Linked DNA regions of Mus musculus: regions 1 and 3 are each linked to region 2. Evidence: chromatin contacts called from public ChIA-PET and promoter capture Hi-C data. All regions are on one chromosome and are shown on one strand. The core of a region is the stretch at or near the end of the contact, and the rest is flanking DNA. Distances in the headings are between cores, read along the strand shown. Region 1 holds the start of Sirt1 (sirtuin 1). Region 2 holds the start of Ddx50 (DExD box helicase 50). Region 3 holds the start of Dnajc12 (DnaJ heat shock protein family (Hsp40) member C12).

The links. ChIA-PET counts read pairs in DNA pulled down with a chosen protein or histone mark. Capture Hi-C pulls out chosen DNA fragments and counts their contacts.
Region 1: an RNA polymerase II ChIA-PET map of memory CD8 T cells shows a contact between it and region 2, with 55 read pairs. The contact joins the promoter of Sirt1 here to the promoter of Ddx50 in region 2. A contact is called at or near these places in 1 of 39 promoter capture datasets (hippocampal neurons), 5 of 115 datasets of contacts at active chromatin or transcription factors (astrocytes, bone marrow-derived macrophages, effector CD8 T cells and 2 more) and 2 of 9 other capture datasets (adipose tissue and liver).
Region 3: a contact with region 2 is called in a promoter capture Hi-C map of liver, with 3 times the contacts expected there. The contact joins the promoter of Dnajc12 here to the promoter of Ddx50 in region 2. A contact is called at or near these places in 3 of 39 promoter capture datasets (erythroid cells, hippocampal neurons and pre-B cells), 4 of 484 Hi-C or Micro-C datasets (CD4 T cells, CD8 T cells, muscle stem cells and 1 more), 5 of 115 datasets of contacts at active chromatin or transcription factors (bone marrow-derived macrophages, cardiomyocytes, extraembryonic endoderm stem cells and 2 more) and 2 of 9 other capture datasets (adipose tissue and liver).

The regions. Positions count from the first base shown.
Region 1 is chr10:63,337,614-63,340,313 of GRCm38.p6, reverse strand. It overlaps Sirt1 (sirtuin 1), which reads left to right and starts at 1,279. Exons shown (of 9, transcript NM_019812.3): 1 at 1,279-1,749. The coding sequence starts at 1,344. RefSeq lists a promoter at 715-1,343.
Region 2 is chr10:62,649,894-62,652,593 of GRCm38.p6, reverse strand. It overlaps Ddx50 (DExD box helicase 50), which reads left to right and starts at 1,376. Exons shown (of 15, transcript NM_053183.3): 1 at 1,376-1,569. The coding sequence starts at 1,483.
Region 3 is chr10:63,385,301-63,388,000 of GRCm38.p6, reverse strand. It overlaps Dnajc12 (DnaJ heat shock protein family (Hsp40) member C12), which reads right to left and starts at 1,438. Exons shown (of 5, transcript NM_013888.3): 1 at 1,226-1,438. The coding sequence starts at 1,303.

The DNA of each region.
Region 1 (2,700 bases), core at 30-2,529, 690 kb before region 2:
TGTGTTTACCAAAAGCAGGTGTCAGATCTGAAGGTATGAGCTGTCATGTGGATGATGGGAGTCAAACCTAGGGCCTCTGCAGGAGCAACAAGTGCTGTTAACTACAGAGCCATTTCTACAATTCTAGAAGTAAGATTATTTTTTCGAGACAGGGTTTCTTTGTGTAGCCTTGGCTGTCCTAGTGAACCTCCTCCTGTCTCCTCCAGCTTGCTGGGATTAAAGGCCTGTGCCACCATCAACTGCCTAGGATTTTAAAACTAATGTCATTTACTTTAAACCTGACTAGCTGATTTCTCATGGTCTATCGTTTTAAATTTCGTTTTTGAGACGAGGTCTTATGTATTCCAGGCCTTTTTTGAACTTCCTAAGTAGTTGGAGATTACCTTCAACTTACCCTCCTTCCTCCCTCTCTCTAGGGCTTCGGGGTTGTCTGGCAAGCGTGACTTTACAACTGAGCTACAGTCTCTTTCGGTCCTGGCCCTGTCATTTTAGAGATGATTAAAAACTGGGCTTAGAAAAGGTTCAGTCAATCGCCCAAGTCACAAGAGCCCAGGCCCAATCTGACTCTTAACACAGAAGTTTGTGGAGAACCAACCACTCTCCCTTCTGTCCTCTCTCTTGCTGCCCCAAGAGATGAATTTTACCAAAGACTAAAGCGAGGTACAGAGGACCTGGTGGGTCCAGAGAGCAGATAGGGCGGGTCCTCAATCGCCAGATCTTTCCAGGAGGGCAACAGGCCCCGAGGGCTGGCTTGGGCATTCCATTGCACTTGAGAAGGGAGATTGGGAGAGAGCGCAAACTTCCTGAGGAGAGACCACAGGGGTAACCTGAGGAAGAGCTGTCACAGAGCAAGGGCAAGGCAGGTGGAGGAGTTCTCCTCAGGAAGGCCGGCGTCGGCCAGGTTGGGCTCTCCAGAGCCCCTGAGGTAAAAGCCGACTTGAGGCGAAGAGGCGCAGGCAGGCAAGGTGCACGCGTGAGGCCCAGGTGGGAAGTGGCGGCGCCATCGCAAACTTGAACCACCGCGGCGATCCCGGACGAGCAAGCGAGCGAGCGAGCGAGCGAGCGAACGGGTCGGGCGGGCGGGAGGCGCCAGAGGCCGCTGAGGGGAGCCGAGCCGCCCTGGGTGGGGCCGGGAAGGGCCCAGGCCGCGGGCGGCGCCCGGCCACGTGACCCGGCGTGTTGTGGTCCGGCCCGCGTGGGTGGCGGGAGAGGCGCGGGGGCGGGGAGGGGCGGGTCACGTGACGGGGTTTAAATCTCCCGCAGCCGAGCCGCGGGGGCGCCAGTGCCGCGCGTCGAGCGGAGCAGAGGAGGCGAGGGCGGAGGGCCAGAGAGGCAGTTGGAAGATGGCGGACGAGGTGGCGCTCGCCCTTCAGGCCGCCGGCTCCCCTTCCGCGGCGGCCGCCATGGAGGCCGCGTCGCAGCCGGCGGACGAGCCGCTCCGCAAGAGGCCCCGCCGAGACGGGCCTGGCCTCGGGCGCAGCCCGGGCGAGCCGAGCGCAGCAGTGGCGCCGGCGGCCGCGGGGTGTGAGGCGGCGAGCGCCGCGGCCCCGGCGGCGCTGTGGCGGGAGGCGGCAGGGGCGGCGGCGAGCGCGGAGCGGGAGGCCCCGGCGACGGCCGTGGCCGGGGACGGAGACAATGGGTCCGGCCTGCGGCGGGAGCCGAGGGCGGCTGACGACTTCGACGACGACGAGGGCGAGGAGGAGGACGAGGCGGCGGCGGCAGCGGCGGCGGCAGCGATCGGCTACCGAGGTGAGTCCGCGCGCGCTGCCGCGCAGCCGCGTCCCTCCGCGTCCCCGCCTGTGACCCGGTCCCAGGTTGCCCAGGGCCCCGAGAGCTCCGCGGGCTCCGCGGCGGCGGCGGCGGCAGCGGCGCAGCTCGGCCCTGGCTCGGCCGCGCGCCGCCGAGCTCGCCGGCCCTGCTGCGGAGCCGCGCGCGGACTCGCCGCTCGCCTGGGCCGCCTTGCGCTGCTGCGCGCAGTCGCCGGGACCGCGGTTCTCGCAGTTTGGCGTTAGAGTGAAGTTTTCCCTCCCTCGGTTTGGTTTCCCTCCCGATGCGCCTTTAGTGAAGTTATAGTTTTCCTCACTGCACACTTTGCTTTGCGACTTTGGGGCTGTCCCGTGGATCGACATGCGATTTCGTTTTGCAAACTGACACCTGTGTTGCTTTTTTTTTTTTTTTTCTTTTTTGGATAGACCTATGTCTTTTTTTGAAGTTAGAAATTTTAATACACCAAAGCTATTTCTTGAGACACAGTCTAAAAAATGTAAGGAAATGGCTATTCCTAAAAATGTTGCTTTTCTGCGATTGCATTTATCACTTCGATATAGAGGAGTTATAGTTGTACTGTACTTTCGTAAGTTTTCTTTTCCTTTCAAAATCATGCTCGCAACATTTTTAGATTAACAAACCTGAAACAAACCTGCTTGGTTTTGCCCTATTGACGCCAAACGTTTGGGTTACTTTTTTGTTTTGTTTTTGTAATAATGCCACTTATCGTCTTCCTGAAAAGCTTTGTACAGAATTTATCAGAGTCTGTCAGTGCCCTTGTAGATGTTTGTGGCTCGTATAATGGTGCCATGAATTAAAAAACAACAAAACGTGTTAGGGACTGAAATAGGAAATGACCCTTGATGTCAGGTATTAAAGGGGAAACAAGTCGCATAAAGTATGCTTCGTGTTCTTTAAATCATACATTTACTA
Region 2 (2,700 bases), core at 127-2,626:
CAACTTGTGGGAAAAGCCTTTTTCACCATCATTCCTTGAACACACCTGGTGTTATAAAACTGAATCCATAAGACTACATTCAGACAAAGTCATTGATGTTAAGCCAGTCCTTATTTTCATAGAATTCTGGAAGCTATCACAAATTTAAAATATTGTGGTCCCGGTTATTTAAGTCTAATCATAGAACTCAGGACGTGTAGCTGTAATTTTTTTAAGGCCTGTGTTTGAGGCTCAGATTACAAGACTGCTACACTAGACATTATGTAGTTTGCAAGAATGCCCTGTACCTACATCTAGGTTTGGTGTCATCTTCCCTCAGGAATGTAATAGCTGATTGACTGAATAAAGAGAACATGATAAACAAGGTTTGAGGACTGGGATTGTTGTTCAATTGGTAGTAGGCTTGCCTGGTCTGTGAGGTACAGGGGATCGAGCCCAATCTTTGTGAATATACATAAAGACCAAGAAGTCAATTCGCTGACACTGATATCTTTCATATAAATTTGTACCTCAGAGGCAGTTAATCCTGAACCTTAAGATTAAATGTACGTATTACAAGCAGGTCATCTGTCAGACACATTGGACTTGCTTTTCTTATCCTTTAGATTTTTCCCTATTCTGTTTCATAGGAGCGAGCATTCGCCTTGCAACTCTGGGAAATTACAGCTGTGAGAGCGCTGTGCCCATCGCGGATTCCGATCACTTTTCAAGTCTTACAAGCGCTACTGAGTTTGGACAAATAAATTCGCTTCTCGGGTGGGTTTGGTTTCTTCTGGGATACGTGAGAACTAAAAGTGAAGCCATAACTTAACGCCTGCATAAGGAGCTAATATCCTTGAGGCGGCCCCTCGGCTTCAGACCCCTGCAGATTCTGCTGACCCCGGGAAGCCTCGACGTCAATGCCCAGGTACCGTTACAGGCTAACGCTCCACCCACTGCGGGGGGCGGGGCGGGGCGGGGGCGGGGCGGAGGGCTGCAGTTTCCGGCGGCGAATGGCTGTACGGCGCGTGGCGCTCCCGCCGGCCTCAGCTCGTGCTTGCCCACGAGCCGCTGCGTCGCGCGTCAGCCCCTCGCTCCCCGCCGCCTGCGAGGGGGCTGCGCGAGCGTTGCAGGGCATGCTGGGAAGGGAGGCGTTCCGAGCGGGGGGAGGGGAACACTTGGAATTCTGCGTGCCGCGCCAGGGGAGGCGAGCGTCCTTCCTGGAGATTGGCCCGTGCTCTGGAGAAGCCTGTCACTTCAGACCGTGGGCGGGCCCATCGGGGCCACTCAGGTTTTCATTGGCCGAGGGAGGCTGCGACTCTCTGGGAGAGTTTCCTCCTGTAGAGTTCCGGCTTGCTTTGCTCCCGCCGCGAGGTGCGTGGCCCGGAAGTGACGCACGGTCCTGGCCGGCGGGGCCGCCCAGCCCCCGCTTCCTTTCACGCTCTCGGTGGCCGTAGGTGGTCGCGGCCACCGCAGCCGGGCGGGAGGTTGCGACGGCCAGTAATGCCCGGGAAACTCCTCTGGGGAGACATAATGGAGCTCGAGGCACCCTTGGAAGAGTCCGAGAGCCAGAGGAAGGAGCGGCAAAAGGTGTGCTGCGGCTGGGCCGCGCCTCCCTCGGGCTGCGCTGGCCTGGGCGGGGAGGGGAGCTGTCTAGGAAGGGGAAAGACCTGTCAGGACCGGGGGCGAGTTTCCGAGGGACAGCTTCCCCTTCGCCGAGCTCAGCCCTCCGAGGTCCCAGGGACCATTCCCCATCGCCGCACTCCCGGACCTGGAGGAGAACGGCCCGGCTTCCGTGGTACTTCAGCCCCACGTCGGCCTCTGCGCCCGGATCTCTCCCGAGAGATGGGCAGACTTGAGCTCCCATCGCCGTGGAATCTGCTCGTGTTCCCTTTCTTAGGCGGCGAGTCCCTTCATTTGGTTTTCCGGGGCCTTCGAAGAGTTGAGACAGAGATGATGATGGCTTTGCCTATGTGTTGCCTCCCGGTCGCGGTGTCGTGTCTGCAGCAGTCTCGGGAAAAGCTATCCTAGGGGGTTACAATCCTCCATGATTGGGTAATAGAGGCTTAAGGAACAGTGTCAAAGCCAGGCTTGCCAGGGGTTGGCTGTGATGGAGTTCGTGGGGGTTGTATTACGAATAGCCCTTACTGTCAGTATTTTCAATCCACTGTGGTTTTTATTGAGGCTAATCGTGCCAGACTCTTAGCTGAGGACCGAGGAGATAAAACTAATTAAGTATGCAGAATAGTCCCTGCCCACCAGGAGCCTGTAGAGGTTCTATCCCCACCTCCGTCCAAGACATTAAGAAAGAAAGAAAGAAAGAAAGAAAGAAAGAAAGAAAGAAAGAACCCGAAAAATAGAGGATCTTATGGTGTTAAGAAAAAATGCAGAGGTAAAATTTTTACTGGAGACATTTGACCTGGAGAAAGAAAGCTGAATGAGGATGAAAATGACTGTGGGAAAGATGACACTTGATAAAATATTTACTCTGTAGAGTGCTAGAGATGAGGAAACACCCCCTAGGACCTACCACGAAGGTAAATTTTAAATTCTAGCCACCCTTTTATGTCACCTTCCCAGTGGGCATTGAAGTGAGGCCACCACTATGCCCGACAAATGCCCAGCGTTGAGCTCTATTCCCAACTCTCGTTTTTCTGTTTTTGTAGAACGTACTAAATTTGGAATTTACATTTGAGAGTTCCATTTTTCAGTGCTGGGGTT
Region 3 (2,700 bases), core at 189-2,688, 740 kb before region 2:
AAGTGACTCTTGAACCAAAGATCTGGTCCAACCCAACATACAAAGGTTCAACGAATAAAACATAATTTTTAAATAAAAATGTATGTGTAGTAGGATATTTCTTTAAACTAATTATAACTATCGATGTTTAAAAAAAAATTGGCTTTGTGGCTAAGCATGGTGGCACATGCCTTTAATCCCATCACCTATGAGGCAGAGGCAAGTTATGTCTGTGAACCATGGCCAACTTGATCTACATGCTGAGATGGTGAGTTCCAAGCCAACTCTGTCTCAAAAACAAAAACAAAACAAAACAAACAAAAAAGTAATGCAGGCTATATGACAGAGTAAGTATCCCTACTCAGCCAAATAGAACCCAAATGCACATACATATATACATACAGGCATGCATGCATGCACATAAAACAAAAATAATAAGTCTTTAAAAGAATAACACATTTGGCTGGGCGTGGTGGCTCACGCCTTTAATCCCAGCACTCGGGAGGCAGAGGCAGGCGGATTCCTGAGTTCGAGGCCAGCCTGGTCTATAAAGTGAGTTCCAGAACAGCCAGGGCTATACAGACAAACCCTGTCTCGAAAAAAAAAAGAATAACACATTTGTCTCAAGTATATGATGTCTAAGGGAAGCATTACTTTCTTTAAAAGAAAAATCTCCCACCAGATATGACATCTAACTTGATTTGATTTGAAATTATAATGGTATTTAATACCATTTGAGGTTATAATGGTACTATAAAATCCATGAGACTTTCTCTGAACGAGGAGACTACAGACAGGGGGCCCCGCCTCCTGAGCTCTAAATCGCAGCCTTTACTTAGGCAGTGGCTCTCAACCTTCCTAATGCTGCGACTCTTTAGTACAGTTCCTCACGTTGCGGTAACCCCCAACCATAAAATTATTTCGTTGCTACTTCATAACTGTAATTTTGCTGCGTTTATGAATTGTAATTAAAAATATTTGATGTGCAGGATATCTGATATGCGACCCCAAGTCCGTAGCAACCCACAGGTTGAGAACCGCTGCTCTAAATAAATAAAAACTGTATGTGGTCCCTCTCCCAGCTAATACTTTGAAGTTCGGAGTCCTTTCCTCAAATTAACCAGCAAGCATTTTAATCCTTCACTTTCTCCGAGCCGAAACTCCTTCCAAATGGTACGAGGTTGGAGTTCCAGGAGACGTGGCTGATCTCAAAGGCGACCTGGTGAGAACCTGCAACCCTGCTTACCGAGGAGAGCTCATCGCATCCCAGCAAGGCGTAGTAGTCCTCGCTGCCCTCCGGCCTGTAGTTCAGTATCGCGTCCATTTACAGCGGATGAGTCAGTCCTCTCCGACGCCACCGACACTGTGAGCTCCGGGGCGACAGCAAAGCTCTTTACATTTCAGCAGGACTTTCCAAACCAGCGAGCACCCAGACGTCAAGCCAGCCCTTTGCAAACACAGCTTCTCATTGGCTGTTTGCCCAGGATCGAGCCTGCCATGCGGGGCTGCTGGGATCTGTAGTTTGGGGTTTGTTGTTGCTGTTGGGTTTTTTGTTGCTGTTGTGTTTTGTTGTTGTTGTTGTTGTTGTTGTTGTTGTTGTTGCTGCTGCTGCTGCTGCTGCTGCTGCTGCTGCTGCTGCTGCTGCTGCTGCTGCTGCTGGTGATGCTATTGTTTGTCGTTGATGTTGTTTTGGTTTGGTTTGGTTTGCTCTTTACTTTTTGCTTTCATTGAAAAAATTTGTTTCATACAATATATATTCTGATTATGGTTCCCCGGTCCCAACTCCTCCCAGATCCTCCCCTCTCCTTCACTCACCCAACATCTCGCCTTTTTTTTTCCCCCTTCTCTCGTTAGAAAACAAATTTTAAAAACTAAAATAAAAGAATTTAGAGAAAAATAATGGAAGAAACACATGCAAACAAAATCTATAAAATTAAAAACACGGGCTGGAGACATGGCTCAGCGGTTAAGAGCACTGACTACTCTTCCAAAGGTCCTGAGTTCAATTCCCAGCAACCACATGGTGGCTCACAACCATCTGTAATGGGATCTGATGCCCTCCCTCTTCTGATGTGTCTGAAGACAGCTACAGTGTACTCACATATATAAAATGAATGAATTAATCTTTAAAAAAAATTAAAAACACAAACTGGGAAACCATAACATACCAGCAGAAGGCCAGTAATTTTTTTTTATGCAATATAAAACAAAAAGGCTTTAAAAAATACCATTGTCAGCAACCACATGGTGGCTCATAACCATCCATAATGAGATCTGATGCCCTCTTCTGGTGTGTCTGAATACAGCTACAGTGTACTTACATATAATAAATAAATAAATCTTTTTTAAAAAATACCATTGAGTTTGTTCTGTGTTACCCGTTTCCTGCTGGGCACGGAGCCCACCCTTAAGTGTGCCTAATATACCCAGTGAGACCCCGCTACAGAGAACTACTTTTTCCTTGATGATATCAACTGAAGATGGCTTGTTGGTTAGGGATGGGAGGCCATCTCTACTTCCCCTCTCAGTGCTGGGACCTCATCTGGCTTGAACACGGACAGGCCTGTGTGTGCTCTCACAGTCTCTGTGAGGTCCTATGTGCCTCGGTGGAGTTTGAGTATTGACATGGTGATTTTTTTTTTTCCTATTAGCTAATCGGAAGTCAGTTTTGACAATTTAGTGTAAAACTGTTACTAATTTATTGTACCTCTGTTACTTGGA